Regions from separate parts of the Mus musculus genome. Here all the other regions are linked to region 1. The links are chromatin contacts, called in public Hi-C, HiChIP or PLAC-seq, capture Hi-C and promoter capture Hi-C maps. All regions are on one chromosome and are shown on one strand. The core of a region is the stretch at or near the end of the contact, and the rest is flanking DNA. Distances in the headings are between cores, read along the strand shown.

Evidence for each region. A called contact is a pair of places that touch in the nucleus more often than the background predicts. HiChIP or PLAC-seq counts read pairs in DNA pulled down with a chosen protein or histone mark. Capture Hi-C pulls out chosen DNA fragments and counts their contacts.
Region 2: a contact with region 1 is called in an H3K27ac HiChIP or PLAC-seq map of differentiating embryonic stem cells, with 7 times the contacts expected there. The contact joins the promoter of Pdia5 here to the promoter of Hcls1 in region 1. A contact is called at or near these places in 2 of 39 promoter capture datasets (3T3-L1-derived adipocytes and hippocampal neurons) and 1 of 115 datasets of contacts at active chromatin or transcription factors (differentiating embryonic stem cells).
Region 3: a Hi-C map of B cells shows a contact between it and region 1, with 8 read pairs. The contact joins the promoter of Adprh here to the promoter of Hcls1 in region 1. A contact is called at or near these places in 2 of 39 promoter capture datasets (hippocampal neurons and liver), 1 of 484 Hi-C or Micro-C datasets (B cells), 2 of 115 datasets of contacts at active chromatin or transcription factors (bone marrow-derived dendritic cells and large pre-B cells) and 1 of 9 other capture datasets (liver).
Region 4: a contact with region 1 is called in a capture Hi-C map of macrophages, with 4 times the contacts expected there. The contact joins the promoter of Parp14 here to the promoter of Hcls1 in region 1. A contact is called at or near these places in 4 of 39 promoter capture datasets (the C10 cell line, hippocampal neurons, liver and 1 more), 1 of 484 Hi-C or Micro-C datasets (B cells), 6 of 115 datasets of contacts at active chromatin or transcription factors (bone marrow-derived dendritic cells, large pre-B cells, memory CD8 T cells and 3 more) and 3 of 9 other capture datasets (adipose tissue, liver and macrophages).
Region 5: a contact with region 1 is called in a promoter capture Hi-C map of adipose tissue, with 2.2 times the contacts expected there. The contact joins the promoter of Timmdc1 here to the promoter of Hcls1 in region 1. A contact is called at or near these places in 1 of 39 promoter capture datasets (liver), 1 of 115 datasets of contacts at active chromatin or transcription factors (microglia) and 2 of 9 other capture datasets (adipose tissue and liver).
Region 6: a Hi-C map of CD4 T cells shows a contact between it and region 1, with 3 times the contacts expected there. The contact joins the promoter of Hspbap1 here to the promoter of Hcls1 in region 1. A contact is called at or near these places in 3 of 39 promoter capture datasets (the C10 cell line, liver and pre-B cells), 1 of 484 Hi-C or Micro-C datasets (CD4 T cells), 2 of 115 datasets of contacts at active chromatin or transcription factors (T-cell acute lymphoblastic leukemia and thymic regulatory T cells) and 2 of 9 other capture datasets (adipose tissue and liver).
Region 7: a Hi-C map of B cells shows a contact between it and region 1, with 5 read pairs. The contact joins the promoter of Cox17 here to the promoter of Hcls1 in region 1. A contact is called at or near these places in 1 of 39 promoter capture datasets (liver), 1 of 484 Hi-C or Micro-C datasets (B cells) and 1 of 9 other capture datasets (adipose tissue).

Annotation. Positions count from the first base shown.
Region 1 is chr16:36,933,722-36,936,421 of GRCm38.p6, reverse strand. Hcls1 (hematopoietic cell specific Lyn substrate 1) reads right to left here and starts at 1,439. Exons shown (of 14, transcript NM_008225.2): 1 at 1,348-1,439.
Region 2 is chr16:35,489,608-35,492,307 of GRCm38.p6, reverse strand. It overlaps Pdia5 (protein disulfide isomerase associated 5), which reads left to right and starts at 1,435. Exons shown (of 17, transcript NM_028295.1): 1 at 1,435-1,579. The coding sequence starts at 1,544.
Region 3 is chr16:38,451,415-38,454,114 of GRCm38.p6, reverse strand. It overlaps Adprh (ADP-ribosylarginine hydrolase), which reads left to right and starts at 1,426. Exons shown (of 4, transcript NM_007414.3): 1 at 1,426-1,586.
Region 4 is chr16:35,869,947-35,872,646 of GRCm38.p6, reverse strand. It overlaps Parp14 (poly (ADP-ribose) polymerase family, member 14), which reads left to right and starts at 1,265. Exons shown (of 17, transcript NM_001039530.3): 1 at 1,265-1,480. The coding sequence starts at 1,294.
Region 5 is chr16:38,521,382-38,524,081 of GRCm38.p6, reverse strand. Timmdc1 (translocase of inner mitochondrial membrane domain containing 1) reads left to right here and starts at 1,419. Exons shown (of 7, transcript NM_024273.2): 1 at 1,419-1,741. The coding sequence starts at 1,548.
Region 6 is chr16:35,768,940-35,771,639 of GRCm38.p6, reverse strand. Hspbap1 (Hspb associated protein 1) reads right to left here and starts at 1,254. Exons shown (of 8, transcript NM_175111.3): 1 at 1,101-1,254. The coding sequence starts at 1,164. It overlaps Slc49a4 (solute carrier family 49 member 4), which reads left to right and starts at 2,270. Exons shown (of 9, transcript NM_153550.4): 1 at 2,270-2,700. The coding sequence starts at 2,399.
Region 7 is chr16:38,345,563-38,348,262 of GRCm38.p6, reverse strand. Cox17 (cytochrome c oxidase assembly protein 17, copper chaperone) reads right to left here and starts at 1,264. Exons shown (of 3, transcript NM_001017429.2): 1 at 1,056-1,264. The coding sequence starts at 1,162.

The DNA of each region.
Region 1 (2,700 bases), core at 190-2,689:
GAAGAGCTTCCTGGTACTCATTGCTCTCCCAAAGGAGACACCTTTACCCACTCATCCCCAAGGCTCTGCTTATCTAGGCCCCAAGTCTCCACTTTCTATCCCCATCTGGAAGCCTCCATCATTGCCCACATTTTATAATAACCTCTAGAAGATTAGCCCCGAAGACATCTGAGGAAGATAGGTTAAATAAAGATGTGGGAAGGAGTGGTGAGTTACCGTGGCCAGAGTCACTGTGAGCTATTAAGAACATCTGTGCCTCCCCCAGTTGGTATTAGCTACTAACAGGGGGTAAGACACATAAAGAGAACCTATGACCCACAGCTTAAGGCCTCACTTTGACATGTCCTGGCTCTCAGGCTACTCTACCACAGAAGGAAACTGGAAAGGAGAAGTCAAATACATTTATGAGCAATGAGGAAGCAGTGAGGTCCGATGGTCTCATCTTGCCTGATTCTCCAGGTCTCAGTTCATCTCTCCCATCAGCCCCTCATGCTCATGTTTAAGAGCAAAATAACTTACTATTCTTGTACTGTCGATTACTAATCAGGAAAGCTGCTAACTTAAAGTAGGAGGCTGGAGACAGGCAATGAATGCTGGGCATATCCAATACCTGATGACAGGACTGACTTATGGCATCCATAGGTGAGAGATCCATGGACACTGCAGTAATATGACAGCCCCTGTGAGACCCCTGTCTGTCACATGACACAGAGTCTATACTACTTAGTCAGAGACTAGACTAAGCCATCCATCAATATTAACTTCCTTGGGCAAGTCACTGATTGTTGTGATATTGTTTCCCAATGTTAAATAATTAAGGGGTTAACACAGTAGATCCAAAGCTCCCTCTGTAACACTCTGGGATCCCCACAGACATACAAAGTTACACCAGCTGAAGTCATGTTTGCATTTGACTCCTAAAAGCACTTGGCTCAGCACCAGTGTTCATTGGTGGTTAAATCCTGTCCCCTTACATTTCCCATGGGCATTTGTGTCCCTGTGAGGCCATACAAAGGCACACTTTGTCCTCATCTTCCGTGGGTCGCCTTCAGGTTAGCACACTGGGGCAGCCACCCTTTAGAATGGGCTGTGTAGATCATCAAGGGCATACTAGGGCCCAGGGTCCTAGATATGTGCTCAATCATGCTCCCCGAGTGCAGGCCATTTCCTTGTTCCCATCCTCAGATGTTCATTGTCAACCACTGCACACAGTCCTTAGGGCCATCAAGAGTTCAGCATCTATTAGTAAAGACCTCCCTTAACAAGGACTAAGTGCTATGTAGACTTCTTTTCCATACTTCCCTGTGCTCCCAACCCCTCACAAAACCCCCAGCTCAGAGCACCCACCTTTACTGGTTCCTGGTTACGGCTTTTCACATCTACACCAGGCGCCCCCTCCAGCGGCTGCCACTTCAGGGTAAGTAACAGAGCAGCTGCTCCAGTTCCGTTTTCAGGTTTTCTGTCATTTCCTGCCACACTGTCCTCACAGCTACTTCCTGAAGTTTGAGTCAGTTCCTTATACTTTGAGTACTTAGAAGGGTTAAGTGTTTCTGTGTCTAGTATTTTGCAAAGTTTTTCAGGTCACGGGAAAGTTATAAAAATGACCGTGGAGACACATCCCTTATCAGTTAAGACACAATAAGAATGCTGCAGGACTGCTCTGTGTCCTACGAAGGACAGTTGCATCTAAGTAAAAGAATTCAGAACAAGGCAGGTGTGGTAGTGAACTTCTGTGATCCCAGCACTTAGGGGTACCCTGGGCTACAACATTGTTGTAGAAGCCTGGTCTGAGGAAGGAAAAATGTGTGTGTGTGTAGTCTGCAGCAATCAAAAAAAAAAAAAAAAGGCTTAGTGGAAAAATGATCTGTATGTTAATTTTGAAGGGAAGTCTTAAAAACAATTTCTCCTCCTTGCTTTCTGCAGTACCTGAGACTCACACATAACTCACGAGGAAGGGAGAAGGCAGAACGTGGAGGGAGAAAACTCCCTAGCTTGATGGGAGGCTGTGTGGAGTCTGAGCTCACTTACAGAGTTCTGACTACTGGCCTTCTCTAAGCTGGTGAATTGAACTCTGACATACTCTACACTGTCAACATCTGCAGCCCTCCCCTTCTAGCTTCAAGTCAAGACATGCTCAGGTGACTTGTTGAGCCAATGAAATAGACCCTTTCTGATGTGAAGGCCACTGAGAACTTTGCTATGCTTTTACTGGCTGCCTTTCAAATAACCACCTCCCTGCTTCCACCCTCCATTCCTCACCCACCCCCGTCCCAAGCATGGCTCCTCTGGCAGCCTGGAGCACTGACAGGCAATAAAGATAATGAAAATAAAGTTCCAAGGATCTCTGGTTGAAAAATAATCCTACTAAGAACTTGCTTTTGCATCTGAGCCTGGCTCTCCTTATCCCAGTCATCTGTGGACTCTGACTTGCCTGGCTTACAGAGAATGAACCCACAAGGGTCCCAGGTTGGTGAAACTAGACAGAAGGGAACATTCTGTACCAACAGAAAGCATCTAAAGTCACTTCCCAGGGGATTGATTCTAGACTTGGAGCACTTTATTTGTTCTAATAAGGCTATTTATAGTTGAGGAATATGTAGAAAGGGGTAGCCTTAAATTAGGGCTAGACATTGTACCTCACCACACAGCAATGCACAGAACCATAGAACTTCAGCGATGACACCAAGGAAACCCACTTCC
Region 2 (2,700 bases), core at 186-2,685, 1.4 Mb after region 1:
TTTTTTGTTTTGTTGTACATAAAAGACCTGTCTTATGTCTATGGGTGTTTTTTTTTTTTTTTTTTGTTGTTGGTTTTTGTTTGTTTGTTTTTTGGGTTTTTCGAGTCAGGGTTTCTCTGTATAGCCCTGGCTGTCCTGGAACTCACTTTATAGACCAGGCTGGTCTCGAACTCAGAAATCCGCCTGCCTCTACCTCCCGAGTGCTGGGATTAAAGGCGTGCACCACCCTACCCATATGTAGGAGTACCACAATCATATCTTGTGCCCTTGGAGATCAGATACCCTGGAATTGGGGTTACAGGATGGTTGTTAGTTGCTATGTGGGAGCCAACAGCAGCAAGTGCTCCTAAATAATGTACCCATTGTCCAGCTCCCATTTTACATTTTTTGTTCAGGTAATTAGCATTCATTTAACATCAATTAACTATTTAAATGATACAGTTTGGTGGCATTTAATACATTCATAATGCTGTGCTGCTTCCCCTTTTATCTAGCTCTGAAAGATTTTCATCCTCATCAATGGATTTCTGAACTGAAATTCCTTTCCTCCATTCCCCAGGTCAGAGTAATCTGTTTACACAAAATGCAAACAAACAAACCAAAAAAAAAAAAACAAAACCAAAACCATTTTTTCCAATTTTTGTATATTTTATATAAATGCAATCATACAATATACAACATTTTGCATTTGGCTTTTTAAGAATCAGCATCATATATTTTTGATATTTGTTAACATGGTTGTGTGAATTTCTTTTTATTGGATGAATAGTATTCCGTTGTACCGGTGTATATCACATTTTCTGTATTTGTCTTTTGAGGATATTTAGACTCACTCTTTCTTTCTTTCTTTCTTTCTTTCTTTCTTTCTTCCTTTCTTTCTTCTTTGACTATCATAAACAGCGCTGCTAGGAACATTGGTGTGCTAGTACTACTTGAACACACTTTTCGATTCTTTTGAGTATATGGTTAAGGAGTAAGGGGATAGTGTGGTGATCTATACTTAATATTTTTTGGGCTCTCTAAATTGTTTTCCCGACACCTCAATAATGTTTTGTCAAGGGGAAAAAAAAAGCCTCGGGAGCAGATGGCATTTTCCATCCTCCACAGGCCATCATAGACTTTACAATTAGTACCTACAGTCAAATGACTGGAATTCTCTGGGTTGCCTGCTAATCCTCGGGGTGGGGAAACTAACTTCTGGGGGCAGAGTGAGTTGTTGGTTCTGATTCTGCGGGCACAGAGCAAGGCTCCTTAGTGAACAACTGTCCCTACTCCCCAGCCTCCCTGCCCCCCATCCTCACAGCTGCTACTCTGCGTCCTCAGGCAAAGTCCGAGGCAGAGGCATCCCGAGCTTCTCGTGAACTACAACTCCCGGCAGGCTCCTTCCCGGGCCGCCTCTCCTAGCCTGGTGCGCATGCTTTGGCAGACGTGGCACCGGGAACTCGGAGGCGGGGAGCGGCTGTGAAGTGGCCGTAGCTGTTGGCCGAGGTGGAGCTGGCAGGCGTGCGCGGGAGCCGGGTGCAGACGGCAGGAGGCGGCGGGGATGGCGCGGGCGTGGGGGCTGCTACTGGCGATTGGGGTGAGGCTGTGGGCCGGCGACACGTGCGTCCCGCATGGCCGTGGGAGCGCGCGGTCCGGGTTGGTTGGGGGCGTGCTCGCCGGGTGGCAATAGGGTCTTTGGTCCTCTGCTCTCCACTGGGGCCGGGCCGGGTGATCCCTCTCTCCGGGTTCGCGCTCCCGCACAACTTTGCGGGGACGCAGGTCTGGGATGTCCTTAGCCTAAGCAGGACTCCCCGGGCGGTGCTTGCACCTGTGTGAGTGTGGGGTGGAGGCTGCCTTCCACTTGCGCAGCAGGAACACTTGCTCGTGGGTTGGACCCCCGGAGAAAGGGCGCGTGACGGGTTGGGTGGGGTCACCACCTCCAAGAGTTCTGCTCCCACGGTGATGCCGGCTCCAGCCCCGGCCACTTTCGAGCTGTGTGTGTGGCGCCCTGGATCTGTAAACGTGTCTGCGTTCCTTCTATGAGATGGGAAACCGTAAAGATACCCGCTAAGGAGGTTGTCAGACGGGTCGGCTGAGGAGTCGGTGGAACCAGCTCCGGAGACTGCAAAATGATACCGGAGTGATACAGAAGTGGAGGAGGGGTGAACCGTGGTGCAGACTATGTGGGGATGGGAGGACTTTCCCGAACAAGCATCCCCCGAGAAGAAGTGGGGACTGGGGACGGGTTTGCCCCTGGGGCTGAGGTGTGGTTGTGGGTGTGTGACAGGATGTAGTTGCCTTCTTCCACATCTCTCTCGTAACTTCTTGTCTCCCTTGTGTTGGGTCCATCTCCTTATGGCCACCGCCACTATCACCAAGTTCGGAAGACTTACTTGCCCCTACCACTCCACTGTTTTCCCTTTGGGTGTGGCAAGGATGCTGGGCAGATGGGGGGGGGTGTGGTGGAAAGGGAGGGGTGATTAGATCTAAACGCTTGAACTCCGCAGTGCCCTGTCCTTTGGGATCACCAGTTAAAGGAGTGACATCGAGTTTTCTGTTATGTGGAAGAAGGTGTCAAAGGAAGCTCCCTGTTCCCAGTTCTGCATCCTCCGTCTAGGAGAGATCTAGTAGGTTACCGCGAAGCTTTGGGGTGCTGGTGGTGTGCCATGATGTTTGACATAAGTTTCCTGGAGCCAGTTGGGCTGACTCCCATCAGGA
Region 3 (2,700 bases), core at 177-2,676, 1.5 Mb before region 1:
GGACTGTTCTGTTTTCTGATCCTCAGTGAATCTTTTCTCTTTTAAAACAGTTTTAACCGCGATCTGGTGAGAGAGCAGCTGGACCCCAGGGCCTCACCCTTTTTATTGTATCAAACTAGAAGTTGGCTTATTGTGGAAGTGTTAATGTTTGTGGACATTTGGAGTCACATTAGTAGTTGATAAAGCCAGTTTTTAAGAAAGGATATAAAATTCTATTTAAAAAATGACCCCATTGTTTTAAAATCATATGCATACCATAAAGACTGATATATGTATCAGGGGTAACATCTAGTTTCTATTTTTCTCTAAAATATCTTTAGATATAATATAGAAAAAATATTCTAAAAGATATAAACTAGGTGTGGTGTTGTAAGACTGAAATTCTAGCATTCTAAAGGTAGAGGCAGGAGGATCACGAGTTTGAGACCAGCCTAGTCTCAAAAAATAAATCAAAATTTAATTTTCCTTCATTCCTCTCTTTACTCGGAAAGCTTCTTGTTCCTCTTCTAATTATTTGCAATTTGATGCTTACCCTTCCAAGCAACACACACACATTTATTAAATATATTAACTTTCCTATGACTTATCAATTTATTTTTGCTTAATAAAAGTCCCTAAACTCCACGTGAACACCTCCTTTATTATTGTGATTAATAGATTTATTTACACAAGAATAGAGTCACCAACGCCAAAATTAATAGATGTTAAATGTTCAGTTCAAGTTTCCTTCCCAGATAAGTCTTTCCTTTTTTTCTGTTTTGAAGACATAGAAGAGGGGATGTGAGTTCTTGGGAGTAGGTCTGAAATTTTTGAGCAGACATGTTCTGATCTTAAGTCTAAGGAGTCAAAGCAGGATCTTTGATGTGCGTCAGGGTCACTGTATAGAAGCAGATACTCCATTTAAGCACAAGGCCCGATTTGTGCCTTTCCGGAGACGAGGCTGTACCGAGCTGGGTCGAGGGTACGGGGGAGTGTTCACTGGCACACGTTTATTCTCGGAACCTGACATCTGGGCTCAACGCCGCCATTGCCACCTTAGGGTTTTAACAAATCCAGAGTCATAATTTAGGGGAAAGAACCTTAAGAGTTCCCCTCTAAGCTCCCGTTTGAAACCCTTCTGTGGAGAGCACGCAGAACCACGGCTGAACGGACTAGGGTTAGAATCGGTGAGCCCAAGCCGCTCTGGGCGGTGGGTACCAGGCTCTGGGAGTCCAACGGTCCGCGGGGCAGAACCCTGGCAGGGCAGAACCCTGGCAGGGCGAGCACGAGGCTGGCCGGACACCACTCCACTCGGCCCACACGCAGCGCGGAGCGGTTCCCGAGCTGATGCGCAAGGCTTGGGCGCCCCCAGCACCGCCCCTTCCTCCTTCCGTCCAGTGCGGAGGACGCGGGAGGACGCAGCTCCGCCGGAAGCCGCTGTGCGCCAGCGACCCGCCCGGCCCGCGGCTCCGCCCCTGTTCGGCTTTTGGCTTGGGTGCCCACAGCAGGACTCCTGCGCCCGGTACCCCGCCTCCAGCTCGGGCAATCCTGCCCTCGGCTCTGGACCACCCCGATCCCGCCCCACGCTCTCAGCTCCGCCTCAGCAGGTACAGCCAGGAGTCCCCGAGCCACTCTCCTCTTACTGACCTTAGTACCCGCTCGGTCCCGCTCTCACCTCCAGACTGGTGCTAGGCCAGTGTCCTCAAAGTGGCCACCAAGACTTTCCTGAGTGCATCGCGGCCTCCCCTCCCCTCATCCCCTCTCCCTATTCCTCTTTCTACCCAGGCCAGGAAACCAATGGGAAATCCCGAAGTGTACTTCGGCTTTGATTGTATAGTTTGATGGCTTTGTCACCTGTGCCCGTTTAGAGTGGGTTAAGGAATAATGACTTCTGAAGGGTGGGTCTGGGCCAGGATGGATGCATGTGCCAAGGTGAAAAGGAATTTCAAAGAGAAAAGATACTGGCTACTTCCTCCGTAGGTTCCCACACTCTTCCATGGAGAGCTCAAAAAGGGAACCTGGAGCATTGGGAGGAGAAGGTGGGGGCGTTAGTCCTTAGTTCTCAGAGGTTAACAAAGCTAGGGCTTCGAAAACCTGGGCCAAAACAGGACCTCGGAGAACGAGGCCTTCCTCCCCCACAGATGGGAAACAGATGGGAAACTCCAGCGTGAGAGGATTGTTAGTGGTCACAGAGCTAACACAAGAGACTACAGAACTCTAGTTCCTAGCCGTTATTTATACATAAAACACACACACACAACACCACACACACACAACACACACACACACACACACACACACACACACACACATGTAATCAGGATCAAGCATGGAAAAGCCAGATCTTTACCCTTAACTGCTTCTCCAGGTCTCTGCTGGCCTGTGCCCTAGACCTGAGCAGTGTGACTAGATGGATGGTGGAGGTACCTGGGCTTGAACTAAACCTAAAATGGCGGTTAGAGGAAGAAAGACAGGTGGATGGGAAGAGCTTGGGCTGAGGGCAGGGGTGAGCTAGGTCTTTTTGCCCCTAAGAGTGTTTGCCCCTGTTCATGGGGAGGCTGGGTGCGTGGAGGGGGCAGACAGTGGAACACTGAATCACCACACGGAATGGGTGTCATGGAGCCCTGGCCTGAGTAGAGTAGAAAATGTGTACACCGGGAAGCCAGGGCTTTAGCAAGGATTTCATTTGTGGTGGGAATAGCATTTGCAGCCCGGCACTAT
Region 4 (2,700 bases), core at 16-2,515, 1.1 Mb after region 1:
GGGGAGGGGGGAAGCTCTGAGTGCTGCCTCGGCTTCCTTCCTTTTTTTCAGACCTCGGTCCTCTTCAGACTCCCCATCGTCCCTGTTCTCCATCAGATAGTGTTACCAGGGGCCCCGAGGGGGTCACCATACTCTAGCCCTGGACCGGCAAAGCCTGCTTTAATGCGTATCCCAAATATTCGCTCATCACGCGTTAAGGATATACAGATTCCCAGTCTCTTCTTATCCCGGTCACAGTAGGCGCACCTCACTCCTGTTGCTTGGACCACTCCTGGATGAACTGTTCATATCTTTCGGCCAATCTTGTCTCCAAAGGCAGCTTAGAGGCCATCACGTTCTTCCTAGGAGGGGGAATGGGGGAGGCGGGTGTCGGAGCCCCAAGAGCCCTAGACCAGTAGCGGGACCAGAGCCCTCTCCTGAGCACCCAGGTCAGCCTGGCTTTCTCTCACTCCTGTCGAACTCAGCCACCATGCAGCAGCCTAAGTTATTTTGTGTAAGTGAACCACAAAGCCCCAGAGACCCACCATCTAAGGTCATTTCTTAGTAGTTCTTAGGCTCTCGGGTAGCACGTCCCTTGCCCAGAAGTGCTACCTGATCTTTCCATAATTGGGCTGGGAGCCCATGCTCTTCTGCTCCAACACCTGTGTATTTCTCCCTAGAGTTGTCGACCGTCTCCTGTGTCCCCATACCTGTGTCCCTCCGTTGAACACCCAGAAAGCATGGACGCCAGCACGCGTTCCTCAATACTGGGAGTTTGTAAACACAAAGTATGCACAGATGAGAAAACAGAATTCTGAAGCAGGAAAGTCAGGTCAGATGCCCTCGGGTGGTCCCCCAAGTGAGCAGGGAGCATCCTGAGAGGATCGTTTTCCTTCTCTTATACAGCGTGGGTTTTCAGGTATGCAGAAACTATCCTAGTGATGGAGCAGGGCTCAGCTGTAGCTCAGGTGGAGTGCGGGCGGGGCCCAGCTCTGGAGCTGCTAAGGAGGTGGCCTGGAGGCTAGAGCTCGGGTGGAGGATTGACTGGCTTCTGTTGAGAGCAGGAGAACAAAGTGCCTGGGGGTGGGTGGGTGGTAGCTCTGTGTGTGTGTGTGTGTGTGTGTGTGTTGTTGTTGTTGTTGTTGTTGTTGTTGTTGTTGTTGCACTATTCCAATCCTGGGATAGCGAGGTGAAGATAGAAACTAAGGACGGGGAGGGATTTCCAGGAAATGAAAGCGAAAGAAGTTATCTCAATGTTAAAACTCTGAGCAGTTTTGGACGACCCAGCAGTCGCCGCTTCCTAGTTCAGTCAGGATGGCAGCGTCGGGTTCCTTCCCGCTGCTGGTCGAGGGCTCTTGGGGCCCCGACCCCCCAAAGAACTTGATCAACAAGTTGCAAGTGTACTTCCAGAGCCGGAAGAAATCCGGAGGAGGGGAGTGCGAGGTCGTCCCGGAGCCGGGGAACCCAGCACGCTTCCGGGTGCTCTTCTCCCCGGAGGATGGTGAGGGGCGCGAAGGTCGGGGAGGGTCGCCTCGCGCGGGGTTTGGGACCATGGGTGCCAGGTCTAGCCCTCGGCTGCAGCTCGTTCGGTGCGGGAGATCCTGGAGGCAGAATCTGCGTGGCGAGCGCAACCGGGAGTGGCGTTCCCCTTGCTTTCCCAGTCGCTCCCTGAAGCAATCTGTGGACCTTCCCGTGTTCGTTTGTTTGTTGTTTGGTTGTGAGCCTAGCCTTTCACGGCTGAGCCATCTCTCCAGCCCTTGTTTGTTGTTTTAACTGTCCTGTTTTTATTATTCAGGTGGGGCAGGAAAAGAATTAAGAAACGGGAGGAGTCCAGGGTCCGCTAGCACCGCAGGGTTCTTAGGGAGATGAGCTTGAGAAGTGAAAAGCCCTAGAGCTCTTGTGCCTCAGTGGAGGAGGGAGGGACAGGGCAGGGGTGGGTAATGGGTGGTGGTGTCTTGTTCCTACCTCGTCCTTCAGCCCCAAGATGATCTGAGGTGGCTGTAAGCTTGGAACCCAGGTTGGGATAGGGACTGGGGGTGTTCCCTCATCTCTGGAAGGTTCCTGAACAGTTAAGCAGTTGAATGTTCCCCACCTCTATTGGCCTTCTGCAAAGGAGGCCCAGCCTTCATTTCTCGCTCAGGTGGGTGAATGGAAGTCCCAGATCTGTGACTTCTGGAAAGCCACCATGTGTTAATATCAGAGATTTTGCAGACCAGGGTCATCCTCAGAGTGCAGGATGGAGGGAACATTTGGGCCAGAGGAGAGGAAAGGAGGCTGAGGAGACCGGGCAGTGGGCAAGGTAACAGCCCAGCAAAGACCCAAGAAGGAAAAAAAAAAAAAAAAATGAAAACAAGAGAAAGGTGTAACACAGGGTTTCAGGAAGCCTGGGTAGGAGGGCACAAGAGACCTGCTTAGCTCTGATCCCTTCCGGAAAACACAGGTTTGATTTCACAAGGGAGCCCTCAATGGGCAGCTAGCTAGTAAAGTGAGAATCTCATTTTTCACTTTTCCTAGATCAGTGATTCTCAACCTTCCTAATGCTGCAGACCTTTAACACAGTTCCTCAGGTTGAGGTGACCCCAACCACAAAATTATTTTTGTTGCTACTTCATAACTGTAATTTTGCTTACTATTATGAACCAGAACCTAATCCCCAGGAAAAGATCATTAGATCCTAAGGGGTTGTGACCCACAGGTTGAGAACCACAGTAGAGGGGTCCC
Region 5 (2,700 bases), core at 170-2,669, 1.6 Mb before region 1:
TTTGTTAGTGTTTGCCCAATCTTTGCCCTGTCCTCATTCATGTCGACCCTGATTCTAGAAAGTTCAAGTGCAAAGGATCATTTCCGGGACCTCAAATGTGTCAAAGAAATGCACTCAGCTCTTCTCACAGCTAAGCTAGACAGTCAACACATTCATTTTGTTGGGCTTTCAGGCCCTGGGACCCTAATCCCAGTGACCACCTCTGAAAAATAGACCAAGCAGGCATCAAGCTAGAGCTAGGAATTGGGGTCTGAATAATTCACTCAACATTTAATTACTTCAGGCAAGTGGATCACTGAGATGGAGGCCTGCCTGGTCTTCAGAGCTAATTATGTGACAGCCAGGGCTACACAAGAGAAACCCTATCTTGGACCCTCCTTCCCTCCAAAGAAGATAATTACTTAACATCTACTTCATGGTATAGACTGATTGGTGATTCCTAAGTCCAAATCCAGAGATGAAAGCACAGCTTCAGTCCTCTTGATAGAGATCAGCAAATAGGCAATTATACCACTGCAGTAAATGCTAATGGGGGCTTCATTCACGGCACTTTCCTGAACCTCATCTGTAGAGATGTCCCACAGTCAACTCCCAAATCCTATTACTATATCCTCATGAAAGTTTGTAATCAATCACTTATTTAGGTACTCCGTGGAAGTGACTGTAGAGCACCACCAAGCTGTATATTCATTGTGGTACTTTAACTAGAAAAGAAAAATAGTAGGTGAAAGGGTTTGCAAAGACTATGAGATTTGTGGTAACGACCAATAACTAAATTACACAAAATGATTGGGAATATTTTTACCTTGGTAAACAAGTTTTTTGGTTTTGTCTTGTGTTGAAAGAAACAGGAAATAATAGTTTCAGTTATTAAATGATAATTCTAGATCTTTTGCCTTCTCGGAGCAGTAAGCATACGGATACTTGTAGTGGAGCCCACGTTATGGGGAAAAAAATGCCCACAGCTGATATTTCAAAAATAGTTTTTAAATCTTGGACCTTTTCGGGTGCGCCCTAAGGTTAGACTCTGCTCCGCCCAGGAAGCTCCTCCGGCCCGCCAGGGCGTGGCCTAGAAGCGCATCGCCTACCTCTTTCCCCACTGCGCTTGCAGTGATTAAAGTACTGTCCCCTTCTGCGTGGCCTTCTGCATCTTACATGAGCCATCTCACTTAAGCCCCTGAGCACTTCAAGCTGAGCAGGTCCAGAAGACCAGAGTTACGGGGCGCAAACGCCAAAGGACATCACTGAGATGAAACGAAACGGCCGCCAACTCACTTCCGGGGCTCGACTGATCCCTAACCCTGCGCTACCGAAAGAGCTCTCAGTTCCAGTTTCTACGTCCCGAGCCCCGCCCTCACCCCGCCTTTGCGCGACTAGGGGCGGGGCTTCCGGTCTCCTTTCCGAGAGCTTCCGGAAGTGAGCCGGCTGGGGACCGGATGTGAGGTTCAGTGTCCCCCAACGTGCCGCTAGTGGGCTGTACAGGTCACCCTCTCCCACGGTGCCCGCCGACCCTGGGGTGTCTGTCTCTCTGCGGGTAGGAGGGCGCCATGGGCGCGCCGCCGCCCGCTCCCCGCAGCCGCCTTTGCGGAGCCTGGGGTCCTTTCCCCCGAGTCTTTGCTGCCGGTGCGGTGGCTGCGGATTCCCCAGGCTTTGTGGAGGATCGGGAGCAGCGTTCAGGTGTCTCAGACCCCGGTTCCCTGGAATCCGGATGGGACCGCCTCCGGCAGCTGTTTGCCAAAGAGTAAAAATGTCTCGGGTGTGTGGGGAGGGATGCTCGGGGGACGGCCGCAGCCCGGGCGAGCTCCAGCGCGCGGTCCCTGCGACGCTGAAAGTTCTCTCTGCCCGGATAGTGTCCGACCTGGTTGACATGCAGCCTTCTGAGTCGGATTCACTCAGAGTCACACTCTTAAGACAGTATCGTTCTCGTGAAACCAGTACCCTAACTTTACATATTAGAAAAATTGGATTCATTCGATTATTGTCATGTAGTATCACTGGGAACTATATTGTGAAGTCTACACTAATATTGTTTTTTCGTATTTCGTTTGATTTTTCTTTGTCAGTAATGGCTTTATATACTCCAGAAGCTGGAAGGACAGAGAGAATTGTTAATTTATCATTATTATTTTGCACAAGAAAAAAAAAAAAAACAGTGACAACTGTTCTCCTCCTCCTCCTCTCCGCACCTTCCAGCAGCTCTGCCCCCTTGTTCCCACCTCCATTGTTAAGAACTACTTGTATGTGGGGGTCGGTATTTGGGTATGGGCAGTAGAGTGCACATGCCCTCAGCCAGAGGTGTCAGATTCTCCTGGATCTGGAGTTACCTGGAGTCACAGTTACAGGGGTTCTAAGAACTGAACCCGGATCCTTTGTAAAACTAGTACACGATCTTAGCTGCCAAGCCATCCCTCTAGTCCCCCAACTCTCCTTTTTGAGACAAGAGTTTTGCTGTGCTTGTAGACCAAGCTGGCCTGAAACTCAAAGCTACAATCCATTCTCAACCTCCCAGATTTTGGGATTACAGCCGGGTCTTCTGGGATTCTGGGCCGAGCCTCTCTTTTTTTTTTTTTTTTTTTTCCCTGATGGGGGTTGGTCATCTGCCACAGATGTTACACGCCCAGCTCCATCTCCCTTTGCAGAAGATACTAAAATAAACTATGTGAGGAGTAAATGATTAATCCTGCATTACTTTCACCTGAT
Region 6 (2,700 bases), core at 5-2,504, 1.2 Mb after region 1:
ACATCTAGTAGAATATGCAAGGGTTAGAGATATTTGGAACCTGCAAGATGGGTACAAGTATGATGGAAAGGGAATCGACCAGTCAAGAACGTACGAAACCCACATTTTATGGCTAATTAAAAATGTTTAAGAATGTACAAACAGAAGAGATGCTTAGAGACCTCAACAGACCCAGTGGGCATTTTCTCCAGGCTCCGCCCCACAGTTACCTGGCAACAGCCAGGTGTCTGACTCATGGTAAAAGGGGCTGATTGCCCCTCCTCTTTCTCTTGCTCTCTTGCCCTTGCTCCTTAACCTTTCTCCATTCCCCTCCCCCCTCCACGTGCTCATGGCCGGCCTCTACTCCTCTTCTCTCTCTGCCTTTACTCGCTCAACTCCGCTCCCATACCCTGAAGAAACTCTATTCTCTACTATACCTTTGTGTGGCTGGTCCCTCAAGGGGAAGGGATGCCTCAGCATGGGCCCGCGGAGCGGAGGCACCCCCTTCCCCAACACCTGACTACACATCCACCAAACATATTCTCCTTATTTTTATAAAACACAACAGACCCCAAATTAAATTTTTGTGTAGGTCACGGTTTTTGGAGCTTGGATTTTAGTGGAGGTTCTAAGTCCAATACAAATTATTAAAGAATCTTACGTGTCACTTTTGCTGTTGAATGGTGGATAAGAGAGGCATAAAATAGGATACAGGACACATTATCAGGAAGATAAATTGGTTTTTTAAAAAATGAGAGAATGATTTGGGACAGGAGAGATGGACTGTCAAGTAAAAACCCCTGGTGCACAAGTCTGGCGAACTCCCCAGAGACCTCCATAAAAAGTTATGGTCGCATACACCTGGAATCCCAACAGAGACAAGAGAATTGCCACAAAATTCCCTCAGAGGCCAGCGATCCTGGAGTCCTCAGAGGAACTTCTTACTCCACAGTGGTACTTGTCCCGATAGATCAGAAAACTGATCCGCACGACGTTAAGAAGCCACATGCTCTAAAAAGTCACTTTCTCCCAGGCCTAACACGCCGCGGGCGAGACTTGGGATGGAGCCGCGCCCATCCGCACCGCTCGGAGGCACTTCGGCGTCCCTGGCTCGCACCTACCTTCCTCCCCCACAGTTCTCTCGCCCAGGGTCGGGGGCGCGATGCCCTCGCAGCCTGCTGCCATGGTTATCGCGCCGAGGATGGAGAGAGCGCCAGGTGAGAGGGCTCACCGGGATCTGCGGCTTCCACACAGGAAGGATCCTCCGCCTCTGCCGGAACCGGCGCCGCCGCGGTCACGTGACGGCGCTGGGCGTGGCCACGCCGGTTTGTTTTGCTCTTTGGAAGCTGAAAGGCGGCGAGCACGTGGGCTGGGCTGTGGCTCCTTTCTTCCACCCTTAGCGTCTGCTGTTTCTCTTCCTTCTCTAGTCGGATCCTCCATCTTCGCCTTGGCTTTCTCTCAGTCGGACTCGCGATTTAGGAGACCCCGGGGCTGGCGTGCCTACTCTTCCACCTTGTTGGTTCCCTTGGCATCAGTGCCATTCCAGCTGGTTTTCGTGACTGCCTGGGAATACGAACCCCTTGAAGGCGTTCCCTGTGACTCATTTGCTGAGCCAGATATGTCAGCAAATGACTAGTTTTCAAGGACACAGGCAGCTGTCAGAGTTCTGGATTTGTGCATTTGAACAAATGAATGTCTATGTCTATGTGGTCAAGAGATGCACAATCTCCAGCTTTTGCCGTTTATTTAGTCTGGCTAACATACCAAGAGAGAGATCTAGGTCACTGTCTTCCAACTTTAACACAATCCATATTATTTACCCGTTTGCATGACAAACAAAATGGGTAGAAAAAACTCTTTATATGTATGAAGGAAAATTGGCTAGTTTATAATCTCACTGGATGCGTAAGACACATACAAAACCAAATGGTCTTCATGAAACAATACCCTGAGACCTTCCTAAACTTCAGTATCCTGCCGTCTATAATTTCTGCAGTTAGAAACCCAATAAAAACAAAAGTAAGCCTAATATAGACCCAAGCATTGGGATAAGTGACCCGAGGTCAGCGAGTTGTTTATTAGGCACGTGATGTAAACTTGGGCACTTCCTCCAAGCAACCCGCGAGTGACTGACTCAGCCTACTTCGCTCCAGTCTCCCAGCCGGCCGCGATCTTCTACCCTTTCCACTCGTAGGGTCCCGGGCTTCTCCCCGGGGCATTCCTGGGTTCCCAGCGAGCAGGGTGGACCCCGCCTCGCCTCCTCCCCTCGGGCTCGGGCGGCGCAGGCGCAGCAGACGCGCCCGGGAGGCCGAGGACTAGAGCAGCTCCGGCTCCGGCTCCCGCTCCACCCGCCCAGTCAGCTCCCGGCTGGTCTGCGGCCACCGGGACGCGTCGGGCAGGGCCGGCGGGCGGCGTCGCCATGGGCTCGGGTTGGAGCAGCGAGGAGGAGGAGCGGCAGCCGCTGCTGGGGCCGGGGCTCGGGCCTGCGCCGGGGGCTGCGCGCAGGGGCCGGGAGGCGACGGCCGTGCTGCCTGCGGCGGGCCCGAACCCCGGGAGGGTGTACGGGCGCCGCTGGCTGGTGCTGCTGCTCTTCTCGCTCCTCGCGTTCGCCCAGGGCCTGGTCTGGAACACCTGGGGCCCCATCCAGAACTCGGCGCGCCAGGCCTATGGCTTCTCCGGATGGGACATCGCGCTCCTGGTCCTCTGGGGGCCCATAGGCTT
Region 7 (2,700 bases), core at 15-2,514, 1.4 Mb before region 1:
GATCTTTAAATTCTCCATTTATAGGTAGTGATAATAATAACTGGTTACACTCTTATTACCTTACAATACCAAGGAATACTTTGTTTTGTGTATTTTTCTATTTTTATTTTGAGACATGGTCTCACTCGGATGTTCAGGCTAGACTTAAAACTGTTTCAGTCTCTCCGGTAATGAAATCACACCATGAGAATCCATATTTGTTTCTCCGAGTATTTTTCTGCTTTGATGGGAGAAGATGGAGATGCATAGCCACACTGAGGACTTCAGTATCTGCCCCAGAACCCAGGCTACATAAAAGGGAGGAGACCAAACAAAACCTTTTGTGACTTGATGATAAAGTCGATGAACATTAATATCACCTCTGTCCTGTAGACAAGTTTTACAATTTGTTTTTATGTGTATAGGTGTTTTGCCTGCACACCATGTGTGTGCAGTGCCCGCAATAGCTAGAAGGGGGTGTCAGATTATTCTGGGGTTGGAATTACACAAGATTGTTAACAGTCGTGTGGGTGCTGGGAATCGAAACTAGGCCCTCTGGAAGGTCAACCAGGGCTTTTATCCACTTAGCCATCTCTCCAGCTCCAGACAGGTTGACTTTTAACTTCTTGGAAAGGGTATCCCTTCAGAAATGTATCCTGTGTTCTACTATTCACACGTTTCGACCAAAAAAAAAAAAAATTACTAAAGATTACCTGAAAAATTTACACCTAGGTCTTAGTAAATCTATCACAGCTGGTGGTATAGTATTGGCTGGTAACAAATCTCCACATATTTTAAATGCCTTTAAATCAAGAAGCATCTTTACGCACTTCTATTTATCTGGGTCTTATCCCTAAGAAGACTAAAATGCAATCGTAGTAAGGAATGAAGGACGAGAACCTTGGGATCAATGTAACCTCTTGCCCTCTCCGTTGACCCCTAACTGAGACTGGGGTGCGGGATCAGGGAGCAGAGAGGACAGCGGAACTATGGGTCCCTGCATCTCCAGAGTCCCAGAGAGCAGAGTGGAGCCGAGCTGCTAAAGCCCGGGCTTCCCTCCCGGGCTACGCACTGACCACGCATCACGCGCCTTCTTGGTTTCCGGGCAGGCACAGCAGGGCTTCAGTGGCTTCTTCTCCTGAGCCTCGGGCGGGGCAGGGCTAGCGGCCGCCAGTCCCGGCATCTTTCCAGGCGAAAGCAACTATGAGCGCACACGCGCAAAGCTCCCAAACTCCGACTACCCTGAGCCGTCTGTCTCCACTTCCGCAGTCAATCGAAGGGGGACAGGAAGTCCCGCCTCTCCGGACGGAAGTAAGTCTAAGAAGCGCGTGCGCAAAAGAAGTGGTACAAGGCCTCGCTCCAAGGGCGTGGCGTCAGCGCTGGCGCAAAGGTTAAAAGGTCACCCAGAATGGTTTTTGTTTTTGTTTTGTTTTTGAGATTGTAATTTAATTACATCATTTTCCCTTTCCCTTTCCTTTCTACAAATCCTTACATATACATACCCATTCCCCACTATCCTTCAAATTCATGGCCTTTTCCTCCCTAATTGTTATTGCATGCTTATATGTATACATGCATACATATATTCCTATATGACCCATTCAGTCCAGTATAATGCTAACTGTATTCGTATTTTCAGGGCTGACCTTTTGGTACTGGACAAGCAGTAGCAGATCCGGGTTCCACCCTGGGATATTTTATGGTCTTTCTTCCTTCCTGCTTTGTAGACATTCTGCAGATACAGATACAAAGGCCCCCTACCTCCTATTTCTCTCCGGCATATATGCTAAATTTTCAGATAATATATCATGACACAGTAGTCATGAAAGAAGATAAGATTTTTTTCTACTTTCAACAACTGTGATGGGCTGTCTCTGTCTCTCTGTCTCTGTTTCTCTCTCTCTCTCTCTCTCTCTCTCTCTCTCTCTCTCTCTGTGTGTGTGTGTGTGTGTGTGTGTGTGTGTGTGTGTGTGTTTTGGATAAGTAAATGACATGGTAACTGATACTGAAAGTGTAACCCCCTCAGTAGAGCTCCATTGCTTCAAATCAACCATTCTAATTGTATTCAAGTTCACTAAGATGTACAGCATTGAGTGGCTTCCTTAAACTAGCTGTAGGTCAGGAAAAAAGTGGTTTGTAGTTATTTATTGTATGTATCTGAGTACACTGTAGCTGTCTTCAGACACACCAGAAGAGGGCATCAGATCTCATCACAGATAGTCATGAGCCACCATGTAATTGCTGGGAATTGAACTCAGAATCTCCAGAAGAGCAGCCAATACTCTTAACCAGTGAGCCATTTCTTCACACACACCCAAAAAAGTGGTTTTAATTTTAATATAAATATTTATAGACAAAGTCTCTAGCCTAAGCTGGCCTTGAATGATCTGTGGATGACCCTGAACTGATTATTAAATGTTGGAATTACAAGTGTGTGCCATCCTTTCCTGGTATATAAGGACTTCCTGCATGTTAGGCAAATAGTCTACAAACTGGGTTACATACCCTCAGCTCCTAAACTGGTTTTATTAATTGTGCAATCAGATATTTGTCATTATACCAATTAACAGAATTAAAAATGCCTTTTCCTGGCATTTCTTAAATTCAACTAGGATCAATATAATCTTCAGCATCACAGCTTCCCTGTATAGAGTTGAGCGTGAGAGGCATTTAATCTTCATAACAAACGGAGGTTCAGAAGGGCATATGATTCATTCAGAG